Linked DNA regions of Oryctolagus cuniculus: region 2 is linked to region 1. A link is a contact called in public Hi-C data. All regions are on one chromosome and are shown on one strand. The core of a region is the stretch at or near the end of the contact, and the rest is flanking DNA. Distances in the headings are between cores, read along the strand shown. Region 1 holds the start of SEMA5B (semaphorin 5B). Region 2 has its middle 63 kb from the start of SEC22A.

The links. A called contact is a pair of places that touch in the nucleus more often than the background predicts.
Region 2: a Hi-C map of an unstated tissue shows a contact between it and region 1, with 2.0 times the contacts expected there. The contact joins the enhancer-like site here to the promoter of SEMA5B in region 1. A contact is called at or near these places in 2 of 6 Hi-C or Micro-C datasets (ear pinna and an unstated tissue).

The regions. Positions count from the first base shown.
Region 1 is chr4:79,191,333-79,196,195 of mOryCun1.1, forward strand. It overlaps SEMA5B (semaphorin 5B), which reads right to left and starts at 2,294. Exons shown (of 22, transcript XM_051818991.2): 1 at 2,013-2,294.
Region 2 is chr4:79,432,102-79,436,964 of mOryCun1.1, forward strand. No RefSeq gene overlaps it. Among named protein-coding and RNA genes, the nearest start is that of SEC22A, 63 kb to the left of the region's middle. Within about 2 kb of position 2,685, at least 1 of the 8 cell types and tissues checked has an H3K27ac peak or open chromatin away from gene starts, as enhancers often do.

The DNA of each region.
Region 1 (4,863 bases), core at 1,044-3,543:
TCTCCTCCCCAGACACAGCCAAGTGTCTTGGGGGATCAAACTGATGCATTTAGCGCCTCTCCGCCCAGCACTTCTTTGTATCTACCAGCATCTACATGGGGCACTGCCTATGAAGTGCTGGATGCCCACAGTGATGATAATGGTGGCTGTCGTTAGCTCCGGAGGAGGAAGGCTCTGGCACGGCCTTCCTGGAAAGAGAAAAGAGATGGAAGATCTGCCGTTCCTTCCTGACCAGGTGGCGGCAGCTGTACAGATGCAGACAGGAGGTGCCCCTCTCCCCTACACACACACACACACACACACACACACACATACACACCTTCCCCAAGCCCACAGGGCCAGAGGCAGCCCTACCTTCCCAGGTCAAGGCCAACAGCAGTAGCCACAGCCCTATGGGGACCCTCTCTCTGGCTATTTCACCCCCCTTCTGGGCTGCTGGAAATCTAGCTGTGGGGCAGGCCTGGTGGCCTCTTCCTAAGCTGCTTTTAATCTGCCTCCCCCTTTCTCCCTGGTGGTGAAGCCCAGTTCCAAGGCTCAAGTTCCTCTCTGCCCCTTCCTCAAGGTCATCCATCCCCATCCCGAAAAGGTGAGAGACCACTAGCGAATGCCAAGAGGGAGGGCGAGGAGGGCGAGGGTAAGTGCAGAGAAAGTGGCAGCAGCCGGGTCGGGAGGCAAGGGCAAGCCGGGGTGGGAGGGTGGTGGATGGGGCTGGGGGGTATGAGGAGATGGGGTTGGAGTTTGTGTGTGTTGGGGGGTGAGATGCTCGAGAGAGACGGGGAAAGAGGTTGGATTCGCCAGGAGCCGCAGGGTTAGGGCGGGAGATGGTCGCCTCGTGGTGGGGTCCAGGCGCCCGCGAGCTTCCCGGCCCTAGCCCAGTTCCGAGACCCCAGCGGGACCGCGCCTGGGAGGCAGGTTGGCCGTCCCGCCGCCCTACCCACAGGCCAGAGCGCAAGGCAGGGTCGCGGCAGAAGCCGACAGAGACCTCTCCCCCATTTCCAGACTCGAGGCCCGCTCGCGCCAGGCGTGCGCCCGGGTAGGTGACCAGGGCCAGGCACGGCGCTTCAGGTGGTCCTCCCAGTGGTTTAAAGTTCGCGGCCAGCGCAGGAGCCCGCTCCGCTCGGCCCGGCGCGCTCGGCGGCGCCCTCATCCTCCGCGGGGTCCCAAGACCACTTCCCTCCCGGCTCCCGCCCCGCTGGGGCCCGGGTCCCCTCTGCTGCCTCCCTCCCTGCGCGCTGGATCTCCCGCACGACGTGAGCGGAAAGTGAATGGGCAGCCCCAACCACAAAGACAAATTACCATGAGAAAAATAAATCAGGAGATTGCCGTTCGCGGCCCCGGTTCCCGCCGCCGCGCCCCAATCCGCCGACCACGGCGGGAGCGCGGGGCCCCGAGCCGCCGCGTCTGGGGCCTGGCGGGCAGAGTTTGGGTTTCGCAGGGCCTGGACAGGGTTATCTGGAAGAGGGTCTAGGAAGAAGCCGCGTGGGGGCCCCGCCGGCGGCCGAGCGGGGACCGCCCTGAGGGGGAGATTTCGCGCTCTGGGCGGGCCACGCGTGCCCACGCGCGTCGCCGCCGCGCTCTGGCTCCCTCGGCTTTGCCCGCGCGCCCTCTCGGAGACCTGGCTCCGCTCCGCGACAGTCTCGGCGTCTCTGCCCCACTCTCTCCCAGGCGTGTGCTCCTCCAGGCCCGGGCCCCACGTCTTCCACGCGGCTGCAGCCCCCCACGCGCTGACCGCAGCCCGGGGAGGGCGCAGTACCACCGGGACCCGGAGCCAACGAGCGAGCGGGAGGGTGGGCGGCGGGAACGCGGTGCTGCCGAGGGCGCTTAAGGCGAGGTGGCAGCGGGAGGCACAGGAGCCCGTGTACACCCGGTCCTCGTGCCCGCAGCCTCCCCACCAGTCTCCAACTCAGCGGGCGCCCCCGGGCCTCCACCCCTCTACCCACCAGAGTTGCTGAAGTTTGCAACTCGCAGCCCCAGCCCGTGCGGGGGAAGCGCCCGGGGCTCGCGGGACTCACCTCCCGGCTTCGGGCGCAGGTGCGGGTTCCTGGCGGCTCCCGGCTCCCGGCGGCGCGAAGCGGCAGGGGCGAGCCAGGCGGGCCGGCGGCCCGTCCGGGAATGGGGCCACCGCGCTGGAGCGGCCCCCCGGCCCCCGGCCCCCGACCCCCGACCCCTGGCTCGGCGCTCTTGAGCAGTTCCGACCCCGCTGCGCTCGGCTCCTCCGGCAGCCAGCCGCTGGACGCGCAGCCGACCCGCCCGGCTCGGCGGCGCTGGGCTCCGGCAGCAACCCCCGCGCTCCAACTAGCTCCCGACCCGGCGCGCCGGAGAAGCTGGGAGGGGGAGGCCGAGGGAGCCGGCGGAGGGAGGGCGCGGCGCAGGGGGAGGAGTTGGGAGCGAGGGCAGAGCAGGGGGGGGGTGCGCGAGCGCCGAGGGGAGGGGGCTGGAGGGGACCTGCGGCGGCGGGCGCTGCACCGGCCGGCCCGGGCGCGCAGGCAGCGCGAGGGGGCGCAGTGCGTGCCCAGCGCGCGTCCCCGGGAGGGCGCACGGCACCCCCGCCCCGCCGGCATCCTTAGCGGCGACACCCAGGTCCCTGGGCGCCCGCCGCCTCTGCCACATCCTGCCTCGCCGTCTGGCTGCCCCCATCTCGGCACCTGACTGCCCCCTGCCCCGGGCTCGCGAACGCCCCAACCCCGCTAGCCCGGAGCGGTCTTCCTGCCTGTGGACCCCAGGTGGGGAGGACCGCGCACGGAACTGGGGGCTCTGCGACGAACTGCAGCGGCAGCGATGGGGCCAGGCTGCCAGGCATGGTGGGGAAGCCACAGCGGGTCCGCCCGGTGGTGAGGCTCGCTGGTCGGGCCTCGTGAGAGAACCTCTCTGAGCCCGAGTTTCCTCGGCTGTGCGTTGGGCTTGCCGACAGGCACCCTGCAGAATTGTGAAGAACACGGAGGAGGAGCAGTGAGCAAACCCACACGGGAGGACGCCCAGGCGACGGGTGGTGCGGGGAGGCGAAGGGGCGTCCCCGGCTCGGCGCGGGCCCACGAGCTCGGCGGAGCTGCTTCCAAGTTTGTGGGAGCGGGTGTTTTGGGAAGGCTGGACGGCGGGAGGGAAAGAGCGAGGGGCAGGCTGCACATCCGAGCTGCCCGGGCTGCGGGAGGCTGCGAAGGGAGCCCTCTGCCGAACAACAGCGGTACTTGCAAGAAAAAAAAGGTGACCTAAGAAAGGGAGAGTAAGACAAAGGACCCGCACCGCGAAAGCGGCAGAGTGTGGCTGTGAGGGGGAGCCACAGAGCACTGTGCGATGGAAATTAATAAGTTCGAGGAGGGAGAAGGTGGAAGGACTTTCTGCGGGGTGCTAGGAATTGGAGAGTTAGAACAAAGGCCGAGTGGAGCAGTCTACACCGCAAGCCCAGGAGAAAGCAGAGTGCGGAGCTAAAGCCTCAGAGAGGGCCCGGGGCCGCCAGCCCCACCTCTGAGCCAAAGTGGGAGGAAGCAGTTGGGCCGGGAAGCTGGGGATCAAAGGGTGCCTGCTGAATGCAAGCGAGGAGTGTATGAGATGCTGTAAGGAGCGAGGGAGCACAAGAGTGCAGAGAGAAAGAGCTCCTGGGGCAACAGAAATGCTGAGTCTCATGAGGACTGGGCCGCAGAGGAACTTGCAAAGGTAAAAGCACACTCTGGACGTGACGACAGAGAAGTAGAAGAAAAGGGCACATCAGGGCATCCCAGCCTGTTGGCCTGTGCCCCGGAATCAGCAAAGGCAATGCTGGGTGTGGAGGGCAAACCTAACATTTTGCACATCTGGGTTGGGGGAGCCCCTTCTCCCAGAGTCCCAGGCTGGGAGGGGCAGGTATTTGATCTCCACTGTGGAAGCCCCACTGCTATGAGTGTACCCCCCCCACACACATACATCCCTAGTTCCTGCAGAACTCTGGCATGTATTTCTGTCCTTGCTAAACAAAATGTGTGGGAGCAGGCATTGGGCACAGTGGTTAAATATCACTTAGGATGCCTGCATCCTACATCACAGCATCTACATTCAGATCCTGGCTCCACTTCCAATTCCAGCTTCCTGCTAATGTGCACCCTGGGAAGCAGCAGGTGATGGCTCAAGTGCTTTTGTCCCTGTCAAACAGAAATGTGAAAGCATCCCAGATACCACAGGGACAGGCAAGGAGCAGGAAGGCTTCCCACTTGTCTGGCTGAGAGGGGAGACAAGTGCCTTCTCGTGGCCCTGTCAGCCGCAGCTCTTCCCCAGAAGGATATCAAACCCCCTCCATCCTCACACAACCCCCACCCCCGTGAAGCCCTCTCTCTCCCCGCTGTGTGGGGATCATTTTCTCCTTCTTTCCCACCATCTCCCAGGCTCCTTCCCGGCTCTCTGTCTGTGTGTCCACATTATGAGTGAGTGTGGCGGGAGCTAGGCACAGGAAGAGAAGCGAGGAGACTCCCAACCTGGGGACAGGGAGAAGGAAAGCTTGCTTTTCAGGGGCCCTAGGAGCCAAGAGGGGAAGATGGCCTAGGAGACACAGACAGAGGAGCGGGCCACTTGGCACACTGGACTAATTCATCCTGATTGCATCTACAGAATTGTGTTGATGACCGGTGATTACTCAAGAGCTCTCAATGCAGGAGAGCTTCAGAGGCCAGGTTCTGCCCTGGAAGGGCAGTTTCTTTACTAGCCCGGCCTGTCACCTGCTCCAGACATTTCCTGGGGCTTGGCCAGCCCAGCCTGGTTCCAGCCTCCTAGTCATTTACTTGGAACAAAACTTGGAGTGCTGGCCCCATTACCACCGTGTCGCGACCAGCTTCTGCCACCCTCTTAGACCTTTGCAATAACCTGTACAGTAATTACTTCTGTTAGGAGCAATTCTCC
Region 2 (4,863 bases), core at 1,435-3,934, 240 kb after region 1:
TGGATCAGCTGGCCCCAAGGCACTGGAGAACTCCTCACCAGCTGTTTTTGTTTGTTTATTTGTTTGTTTTTTGGCAGAGTTAGTGAGAGAGAGAGACAGAGAGAAAGGTCTTCCTTCCGTTGGTTCACCCCTCAAATGGCCTCTACGGCTGGCGCATTGCACTGATCTGAAGCCAGGAGCCAGGTGCCTCCTCCTGGTCTCCCATGTGGGTGCAGGGCCCAAGCACTTGGGCCATCCTCCACTGCCCTCCCGGGCCACAGCAGAGAGCTGGACAGGAAGAGGGGCAACCGGATCACCAGCTGTTTTTAAAAGCTCAGTTTGCATTGTGTTTTTGTTTTTTCACCAAGTATTTTGGATGGGTCGATGTTTACCTCTCAATGTGAACAAATGAAAAGAGGTATAAATAGTGTATTATGCATACAGTGCTTGCTTGCATTATTTGGTGCCTGCATCTCTGAGGGTTTATGTAACCTGGCCTTGGCTGCCCTGACACAAGGCGATGGCGCGTCTCTCCGTTTCACAGATCTTAACTTCCTCCCTCTTCCTTTTGTATTTTATCAACGTCACTGTGGATGCCTTTTCAACCAGCACTGGGAAAGAGGCCTGGGATAAATTCCTGCATCACGTGGCTGCCAAAGAAACTGAGTTTAGAAAGTGAAGTCTTGGCCATGAGAAGTCCCTAGGCTCTTTAGAAGGAATCGCGTGGGCCTCTAAGGAGGATGCTACTAATCTCTTATGTTTGTACTGCATTTCACCTGTAAGAGAAAGTCTGCGTTGACCTCACAGCCACCGTCGTGATCACAGGGAAGAGACGAAGGCAGTGAGTCATCGGTGACACAGAGCAGAGCACATACAGCTCTCAGCACAGGGCTCTTCCCCTGGCATGGAAAGGTGACAGGTTTGCATTCAGGGGCTGTTGTTCCTGGTTCTTGGTAAAAATCAAGGAACTGAGGTCTGCTGAAGTCAGTGAGCCCAGGCCTGCTCTTGGTGTGTTTTAGCTTGTTCATGGTAATTCTGAAATACTGCTTTTTACATATTTTTTATTTAGTTTGAAGCAGAGATCTTGCATCTGCTGGTTTGCTCCCCAGATACCGGCAACATGGGAGGCTGGGCCACGCCGAAGGCAGGAGCCTGGAATTCAGTCCTGGACTCCCATGCGGGTGGCAGGGCCCCAAGTACTCGAGCCGTCACGACCTCTCTCGGAGCACACGGGATGCCTGGGCAGCCTTTCCAGAAGCAGCAACCTGCCCTGGCGTCGCGAGCACAGCGCCCCTCTTTCCCCTCGTCCTCCCGGAAGCAGGGTGCTGACAAAGGGCCAGGGAAGCGAGGTGGCACGGCTCTGCACACACCCTCGGGACTCCTGCTCTACCCAGGAAGCAAATCTCAGCACCTTAGCCAGAAGCTGGAATGGAGAGGGAGGCACGCAATGAACCCAGGCACCCCATACATGGTGGGGACATCCTAAGTGGCTTAACCACCACACCAAGTGCCTGGCCCTTAAATACCACGTTTTGATTAAAGGGTGACATAAGATCAAAGAAACTCTTTTTTTTAAAAATATTTATTTTATTTATTTGAAAGAGTTACAGAGAAAGGTAGAGACAGGTCTTCTATCCGCTGGTTCACTCCCCAGAAGGCCGCAACGGCCAGAGCTATGCTGACCCGAAGCCAGGAGCCAGGAGCTTCTTACAGGTCTCCCATGTGGGTACAGGGGCCCAAGCACCCGGGCCATCTTCCACTGCTTTCCCAGGCCATAGCAGAGAGCTGGATCGGAAGAGGAGCAGCCGGGACTAGAACCGGTGCCCATATGGGATGCCAGTGCTTCAGGCCAGGGCGTTAACCTGCTGTGCCACAGCACCAGCCCTGAAACTCTCTTTTTTAATAATAGAAATAATTGCAACATTTGCTTACTTTTTTGGTTGGCATTCGAAATGCATTTATCCCTGGCCTCTTTCCCAGTGCTGTTTGAAAAGGCATACTCAGTGATATTGCTAAAATATGAACAGAAGAGGGAGGAGGTTAAGGTCTGTGAAAACGGAAAGAGGGGTCATTGCCTTGTGCCAAGGCAGCTAAGGCCAGGAGGGAAGCGAGCTACACATGCTGCATCAGTGGATCAAAAGCATACTAGTTGCTTAGATTAGTCTTCCTAGTGACTTATTGCACAAATGTTCTCAGTTAGGGGTCCCTTAAGGTGCTCAAAAGAGCAAAACTCTCAGTATTTTAACACAAATTTGCATGGTATGGTTGTGCTGTGGAACCTTGATGTGTCAGCTTTCGAAGGCTTCCATTTCAGGGGTGTGCATGCATGTGTGTGCACACACGTGTGTGTACATGTGTCTGTGTTGTGGGGGGCAGAGTTATAGAGAATTTTGTTCCCATAAGTGAGAATTGTTGCCCTAAGCTAAAAACAGGCATCTGTTAAAGCTTGGAAACCCAGGTGAGACAAATGCCATGAATCGTGGAGAACCTGTGGTAGTTCTGTAGTTTTGTAATGCGTGTGGCGTGCGTGTGCCTGGCTCAGCTCTCAGTGTGGTGCTGTCCGCAGTGCATCTGGTCTGGGGAAGCGTCTGGCTCCATTTCTGCCAGGCCACACATGTTTGGAATCCCCTGTGGCTCCTGTTTTGTCGCAGGTCTGCAGCCCAGAGCTTGGCCCTGCACCCAAGAAGCACCCTCTAGGTCACAGAGGAGGTTAGTCACTCTGTAGCCGGGCACTTGCTGGCTTCTGTCCCAGAAAGCTCGCTGAGTAACCCAAGGACGCACTGATTTGGATTTCCAAAAGGCACCATGAAGTGTGTGTGTGTGTGTGTGTGTGTGTGTGTGTCTTTGTCTTCATTATGTTGACAGACTTAAAGTCAGAGCTAATGTAGTCTGTGGTAAAAGAATACAATTGTTTCAAAGGCAGCCCCCACTCAGATCACGCTTGTGAATGCTTTGCCTTACCACAAATTGGAGGTCATTCTTTCAGGCTACATTCTTGGTCCATGGTCAAGGCTTTTTGGAATTTCCCAGTTCTGTGATCTCTAAGGAAATGAAGGCTTTCCACCGAAAATTACTCTGTTAAAGTAACACCCAAACTTTGGTTTCAGTTGGTGTTAGTGCTATCCTTGCTAAAGATGGAAAGAAACCCCTCCAGCTGCACAGGTGCGGCCTGAGTCTGTGGGAGCTGAGTCAGCTGAGATGTCACTCCTGCCAGCATTGATTAGCTTGGAGGTGTCTAATCATCGTTATTAGTGTCCTGGGGCCACTGCCGAAGGCTGGCAGCTGGCAGCCTCCTGTGCAACACTGCATTTGTCAAAGGGAAGCCGTAGCTGTGGCCGCCACGCCTGCCGGGTCTTGTTCCCGAGGGACCAGGCTTCATAGGGGACTTTGTGTTTGGAGTCACACTGTAGTTGGAAGCCATGTGGTTTGCATCTTGCTTTTCAGCAGTGAGTGGTGCTGACACGTGGGCACACAAGTGTCCTGTGTGTCGGTGAACCGCTGGGGGCTGTGGGAAACTCAGGGAGAGAACAGGCTTAGTTCTCAGGGTTCCTGAAATCAGTCCCCCCAGCCTTACAGTGTTCTGTTTCCATGGCAACAGACGGCACCTTCAGTGCAGCCTCACCCCCAGCTCACATGTGCCCTTTGCTCCTGCGTCCCACAGCCCAGCAGCAGGAGTGTCACCCGGCAGGCTCACGGAGCACAGGACTCACACGTCCCATTGCCTGTTTGCACCTGGTGTCCCGTGCACAGCTGTGACTTGGTCGCCTGCTCCATGCCAGGTGCTTTGCTTTAAGACTGGGTGGCAAAGGACTTTGCCCTTGTGCTCTGAGTTCTGCTGGTGCCTGGGACTAGTGATGAGAATGCTCACTCGCACTGTTTGTGAGCCAGTGCTGGGTCTGCGTGGTTAATCCTGGGCATCTGGCGGGCAGTCTCATCTGCACTTGACAGACTGAGGCCTGTGCTGGGTGTGGTGTCACACTAGTGAGTGCTGGGTGTGGCGGGCAAGGCTGGGGCACAGGTGTAGGAGGTTGGAAAGCCGCTGCTCGTTTTTCCATGCCACAGCGCCTCGGTGTGTTCCCTACAGCTGGTCTCGATGGTGCAGCAGTGAGAGCAGCAGGTGCACACGTGCGACACCACAGGGGTGCTGAGAGTGTGCGCCCCACGGGGAGCTCTCCTGGGGCCACCAGAGCCCTGAGGGCACTGAGCAACCTGGCCACATGCAGAGTCTAGCCCTTGTGGTCTCCAGGACTTCCGTCAGATCCATCTTACCCACAGCTCTGGCTCGCCAACACCAAGTGAGTTTAAGCTGGAGAACAGCCTGTGTTTAAGTGCATAAGGACTATGTATACAGGACCCAGACATTACTTTTTAACCAGAAGAATGCTAATTTCAGCCGTGTAACCATTTCAGACAATAAAATCGCTTCCTGAAATCCCTGCATGTGTGACAGTGACAGAGGACAGATGGCTGAGAGGCCACGGAGAGCCCTGTGGGCCCCTTAGGTGTGAGGGGAAGGAAGGATCCAGTTCCGTATTTGTAGTAAGACTAAGGCATACATCAGTGATTCCTTTTTTAAAAAAATATTTATTTATTTGAAAGAGCTAGAGAGAGGGAGTGCTTCCACCTGCTGGTTCATTCCCCAGATAGCCACAATGGGCAGCACTGAGCCAGGCTGAAGCCAGGAGCCAGGAGCTTCTTCCAGGTCTCCCATGAGGATACAGGGCTCCAAATGCTTGGGCCATCCTCTGCTGCTTTCCCAATCACATTAGCAGGGAGCTGAATAGGAAATGGGGCAGTCAGGTCTCAAACCAGCGTCCACATGGGATGTTGGTGCCGCAGTCGGTGGCTTTACCTGCTACACCACAGTGCTGGCCCCTGGACTTG